Regions from separate parts of the Mus musculus genome. Here region 1 is linked to region 2. Evidence: chromatin contacts called from public capture Hi-C data. All regions are on one chromosome and are shown on one strand. The core of a region is the stretch at or near the end of the contact, and the rest is flanking DNA. Distances in the headings are between cores, read along the strand shown.

The links. Capture Hi-C pulls out chosen DNA fragments and counts their contacts.
Region 1: a capture Hi-C map of bone marrow-derived macrophages shows a contact between it and region 2, with 7 times the contacts expected there. The contact joins two enhancer-like sites. A contact is called at or near these places in 3 of 15 datasets of contacts at CTCF or cohesin (CD8 T cells, embryonic stem cells and large pre-B cells), 28 of 484 Hi-C or Micro-C datasets (ECoMG myeloid progenitors, LSK cells, bone marrow and 7 more), 6 of 115 datasets of contacts at active chromatin or transcription factors (acute myeloid leukemia, bone marrow-derived macrophages, embryonic stem cells and 1 more) and 3 of 9 other capture datasets (adipose tissue, bone marrow-derived macrophages and embryonic stem cells).

The regions. Positions count from the first base shown.
Region 1 is chr9:55,169,690-55,172,514 of GRCm38.p6, forward strand. The region is part of intron 3 of Ube2q2 (ubiquitin-conjugating enzyme E2Q family member 2); the gene reads left to right. Among named protein-coding and RNA genes, the nearest start is that of Ube2q2, 22 kb to the left of the region's middle. Within about 2 kb of position 1,287, at least 41 of the 459 cell types and tissues checked have an H3K27ac peak or open chromatin away from gene starts, as enhancers often do. A contact at or near this core is called in adipose tissue, bone marrow-derived macrophages and macrophages, where this site is marked.
Region 2 is chr9:55,307,402-55,310,188 of GRCm38.p6, forward strand. No RefSeq gene overlaps it. Among named protein-coding and RNA genes, the nearest start is that of Tmem266, 18 kb to the right of the region's middle. Within about 2 kb of position 1,255, at least 23 of the 459 cell types and tissues checked have an H3K27ac peak or open chromatin away from gene starts, as enhancers often do. A contact at or near this core is called in adipose tissue, bone marrow-derived macrophages and macrophages, where this site is marked.

The sequences.
Region 1 (2,825 bases), core at 37-2,536, 140 kb before region 2:
ATATTTTTGTGTGTTAACTTTGCTTGTCTATTTTGTTTGTTTTGGAGTTTATTAACTGGACTTTTCAATTTTGTTTTTACGTTTTGGAGACATGGTCTTGTACACTTTAGGCGCAGATTTCAAAAACCATATGTAGCTGAGGCTGATGGTTGTCTTTATCCTGAATGCTAGAATTACAGGCTGTATCGTCAATGCTGGGCTGCTTTTAGATTTTTAGACCTCTTGGTTTGAGTCTTTACATCTATTGTATTATATTCTTTTTCTTAATTTTATTTTATTTTTATTTGTATATGCGTGTGTGTGTGTTGGTATGAACGTTGGTGGCACTTTTATGGAGGTCAGAGAACAACTTGCAGGAATTGGTTCTCTCCACCATCTGAGTCCCAGGATCAAACCCAGGTGGTCAGGCTTGGCTACAGGCACCTTTATCCACTGAACCAACTTACCTTTTCTCTCTTTCTTTTAAAATTTTGCTGTACTGTCAACTTTTTTCTATTTCACACGGACAATAATAAGTTTTAAGGTTTTAAAAAATATGTGTATGAGTGTTTTGCCTACATGTATGTGCACCACATGCAACAGTAGAGAATCTTGGTAGTCCCTGGAAGTAGATGTTGTTAGCTGCCATTAGGTGCTAACAATCAAACAGTAGGCTTCTACAAGAGCAGCAAGTGCTCTTAACCACTGAGCCATCTCTTTAGCCCTGAAGTTTTGTTTTTATTGTATATGTTTACCCTATTTTCTCAGAACTTAATGGCTTAGAGCTGGATGTGGTGGCACACGGGAGGCTGAGGCCAGCCTGTCCTACAAATGAAGACTCAGTCTCAGAACCCCCAAACAGGCTGGGGATGGATGGTAGTACTCACCTTTAATCCTGGCACTTGAGAAGTAGAAACAGACGCATCTCTTGAATTTGGAGCCAGTCAAAGCTGTACTGTGAGACCCTGTCTCAAAAGATTAAAACAAAAAAATCTTAATGCCTTAAAATAGTAATTGTTGCGATTGGATGGATTAGTTAGGCTTAGCTGAGTATCTATTGGTTTCATTTGGTGACTGTTGTGTGCAGTCAGGTGCACACTCGCGATAGTATGGCTGTGGACAACTAGTGTGATCTTTATCTCGAACAGCTCTCAAGTGTTCACACATGGCTTCCTTTTTCCCCCACTCTTCATGTATCTGGCATCTTTAGTGTTTCTTTGCCTGGCATTTTTTCTGTACATGACATCATCCTGAAGGGCCTCTTCATAAGGCTTCTGTTTCCTCAGAATTTCAGTCAGAACTCTTCAAGGATACAAGAGGGGAAGTTGCTGGGCATTTTTTTTTTTCCAGGACAGGGTTGCTCTGAGTAGTAGCCCTTGCTGTTTGGCAACTCACTCTGTAGATCAGGCTGGCCTTGAACTCCTTTATCTACCAATGCCCAGCTTAAGTTGCTGGGCATTCTTAAGGCTTAAACCTGGAGCACGCCAGTGAGGGGTTTGTGAGCTGAATCATTCTCCAAGCCAGCGCAGGTTCACTGTGGGCTGTGAGTCCTAGGCTTTAAGCCTGGTGGTGTGATTCATCTGGAGGAGGGAGTCATGTCCAGTCTCGGAATGTGAGCCTGAGCTTAAGAGCTCTCTGATTGTCCCTTCTTCCTAGCATTCTGTACAGGTCATATAGATGTGGTAGAATCATAAACCAGCTTATTGTGGCACTTTGGCCTGTTTAGCATCTGTATTTTTTTATTTGCTATATATTTTCTCAGTTTCATCTTGTCTTGTATATATTGTAAAGCCTGTTCTCAAGTATTTTTGTGTCCTATCTTTACTCATTTGTATTTTGATGTTTTTTAAACATACCTTTCTTCATTTGTGCCAAATAAATGATGTGGAGTTCCTTGTAGCCAACACTTGTCACCTGATAGCTTTAGGGGGAGTTTATGTTGATTCCCAACCACTCTTCCCCCTACTTTTCCACTTGTTAGTACAGGGTAAAAGATGGCTCCAGTTTCTCTGCAGATGACATTTTGTCTGACAGATAATCTCCTGGGTTCTACTTAAGGAGGTGGGGAATGCAGAGCATTTGAGGGCTGTGTGGTGTGTGTTGCAGGCAGGCTTTTGGTTAGTCTGTAGGTTTCCATCCTGCCTGCTGCTCCTGTTGCAGTGTATTTGGTGTCTTGAGTCTGGAGCCTCTGAATTGAGGGTGCTTTTTGCAGATCTCTCCTTGGTCACTGCTGTCTCCTGACCTGTACTTGCACTTGTGAGCTTCACTGATCACAGCTCCTATTTACAGTCATCTAATGGAAATGGTGTTTTATTGCTCCTCATAAGTCCCTTTTGCTTTTCAAATTTTTGTATTTATAAAATGTTTATTCTTTTGTAATTTAGTGGAGCCTAAAGAAAGATGAGAAAAATGTTTAATTTTTCTAACTGTTCAGGTTTTATTTTCTAGAGGGTCCATGGTTTTGTTTTTTACTTACAATATATCCTGAACTTGAAGTCTGTCTTGTTTTTCCTGGGTGTAGATTGGACAACAGTGTAGATATCCAAGTTAATTTGTGAATTATGTAAGAAAAATGGCCTGATTTTGAATCATCCTTTGTGTTTTGGTAATTAATATTGTTAGGATAGATGTGGTAATTTTTTGTTTTCACTTAGAGTCTAAGGTTGTTGAATGGTTTTGTTTCTTTTTTAGGCTCTTGTTTCACTTCTGCATCAAGGTTCTGACTTAGGAAGCTTTGCTGTCTCTCCAGCCCTCACAATGTTTCTCTCTGCCCTGGAATTTATCCAGTAGGCTAGGCTGGCTGTCCAACAAGCCCCAGGGATCTGCCATATCTGACTTGTACATGG
Region 2 (2,787 bases), core at 5-2,504:
TGGCACAGCTGTTAAATGAGAGGCTCACAACCAAAAAGACACACGTTTATATAAGCAGAACTTGCCTATCTTGTCAACATGGTATTTTCATGAGGTTTTACATTAAACAAATGTCAGATTATTGGCATTTTTCTCAAGGTCTGTTTTTACAAAAACAACTATTTTTCATACAGGAGTCTTTCTACTACATGTATGTATGCATACTGTGGGGGTGGGGGTGGGGAGGGTGCCCAATGAGGGTTGTGTCCCTGGAACTGGAGGCACAGATGGTTGTCAGCAGCCGTGTGAGTACTGGAAACTGAACTCTGGTCCTCTAGAAGAGCAGTCAGTGCTCATAACTGCTGAGTCACCTCTCCAGCTTCCTGACTGCTTTCCATTTGATCTCTACTGCCGTTTTTTAAAAAGAGGCAAGAAAGCCACTGTCGTTCTGTTGTTTCTCTTAGACTTCTGCGGCTGTACTCTGCCAGATCCTCAGTTGTCATTAGTTTGTAATGTCAGTCCACTAAAGCCACTTTATCACCTATCCCACATCTCTTCAAGACACACGATCATCCCCAGATCCTGCATGTTCTATAGGAATACTTAGGAGGGTGGAGATAGAAGACTGTGGAGAAATATAGTATGTCCCTTCATAAAGGGCTGAAGCAATGGATGTCAGCTGTGGGAACAGAAAGGCACCAGAGAACAGCAGTGGACAAAGGAACGGAAAGGTCTTATACTAGCAAGTATAGGCGAGATTTGTACGAGAAACCAAGAACCCTGACTGAAACATAGCAAGCAAGTGGCGAGCCCTGCTCTGTGGGGCTGGACCCAGAGAGAAGCAAAGCCCTGGTGAGCTCCCCAGGTGCAGGGCATGGCATGCATGTGCAAGGTACAGCATCACAAAATAGTTTAAAACAGGAGCCTAACCCCAAAGGACCTTGCCTCTTTATCCCAAGTGACCAAAATCAAGAAAAACAACTGGTACTATAAAATTTAATTTTTACCTAGATGGGGAGATGTTCACTCATCCATCCAGACACAACCTCCTGGGAACCACATATGTTTTGAAAGGACGCCATTCCTTCTCAAGGGGCTGATTCAGGGAATTTGCCTGCTGTGTTTCTATCTGTTCTTTAAGGGTTTTTCTTTTTCTTTTTTTAAGAGGTAATTTTTCTTTAATCTTTCTACTTCTGGTCTGGTATATACACTATCCCTACGCTTTGTGCTTGTCACCAGCACTCCCTGCACATTTCGGCAGCCTGGACGGAGAACTTCCTCTTTGCTTCCAGTCTTAGTCAGGGTTTCTACTGCTGTGCTAAACAACATGATCAAAAGAAACTTGGGGAGGAAGGGTTTATTTCGCCTTACAGCTTGTAGCTCCTCTTTCAGGAAAGTTAGGGCAGGAACCTGAAGGCAAAAACTGATGCAGAGGCCATGGAGGAACACTGCCTACTGGCTTGCTCCCTATGACTGCTTAGCCTGCTATCTTATACCATCCAGGATCACCAGCCAAGAGGTGGCACCACCTACTGTAAGCTGTGACTTTCCACATAAATCAAGAAAATATACCAGAGACTTGCCTTCAGGGCAAGCTGGTGGAAGCATTTTCTTTAAGTGAGATTCCCTCTTCCAAAATGATTCTAAGCTTATGTCATGTTGACATAAAACTAGCCACCATGCCTTCTGTCTTAGGGTCTCCATTACTCTGATGAGGCACCATGACCAAGGCAACTTTTATAAAGGACAACATTTAATTGGGGCTGGCTTACAGGTTCATAGGTTCAGTCCGTTATCATCAAGGCAGGAGTTTGGCAGCATCTAGGCAGGCATGGTGTAGGAGGAGCTGAGAGCTCTACATCTTGTTCTGAAAGCAGCTAGGGGAAGACTGGCTTCCAGGCAGCGAGGCTGAGGGTCTTAAAACCCACATTCATAGTGACACACCTACTCCAACAAGGACACACCTCCTACTGGTGCCACGCCCTGGGTCAAGCATATACAAACTATCACACCTTCCTTAGCCTCTCCTCCATCCAGTACTTGTAGATGCCAGCCGTTTGGCCCTTCGACTACTTAGGATTCTTGAGCTGCTCTCTAGGAAGCCCCCAAGGCCTTCACCTGTGACTCTGCACTGCTGTCACCCAAGCTTAAGTAAGTAGTTCCTGCCTCCTGGGAAACGCCTCACTTCCCACTTGCAGCAAAATAACCCTAGCCATAGTTATCCTTGATAGTGTCTGAAGGCAATGGACAAAGAGTAGCCTTCTATAGTCCACTCCAATTCTTCCTGGGAGACCCTTCATTTTCTGGGTGGCACAGATGACAGTTGTAGTTCATGCACATGGATCTGTGCCTACTGTAAGGACCCTTCTGCCAGCCCTCTCCTTTTCCTCCACCACAACGTCTGTCACAGCTCTCTCAAGTTGGGAGGAGCCTGAGCATGTGGCTTATGGTGTTTGTGCTTGTATAGGAAGTCCCAGTCAGACTTCCTAAATCAAGAGACCTACTAGTAACCAGGCTTTCATTTTTCTCCAAGACAGTTTGAGTCCCCTTCACTTTCAGTCATGGCTGAGTTGATAGTTTTAGTCTGTGAGCTTTCCCTTCAAGGTCAATCTAGTCTGACCCGTCAGGTTGGTTTGGATCCAGAGAGAAACTGTATCCCACCTTTGGGAATTGGAGAGAGACTATTCTAAGAGGATGCCTCAGTGGAATTGGTGCAGGGAGTCTTGGTTTCACTCTGCTGACAGGAGAGGTCTGTTGCCCTCAAAGGTAAATGCACAGCCATGGAACTCGTGTGACAAGCCCTGAGCT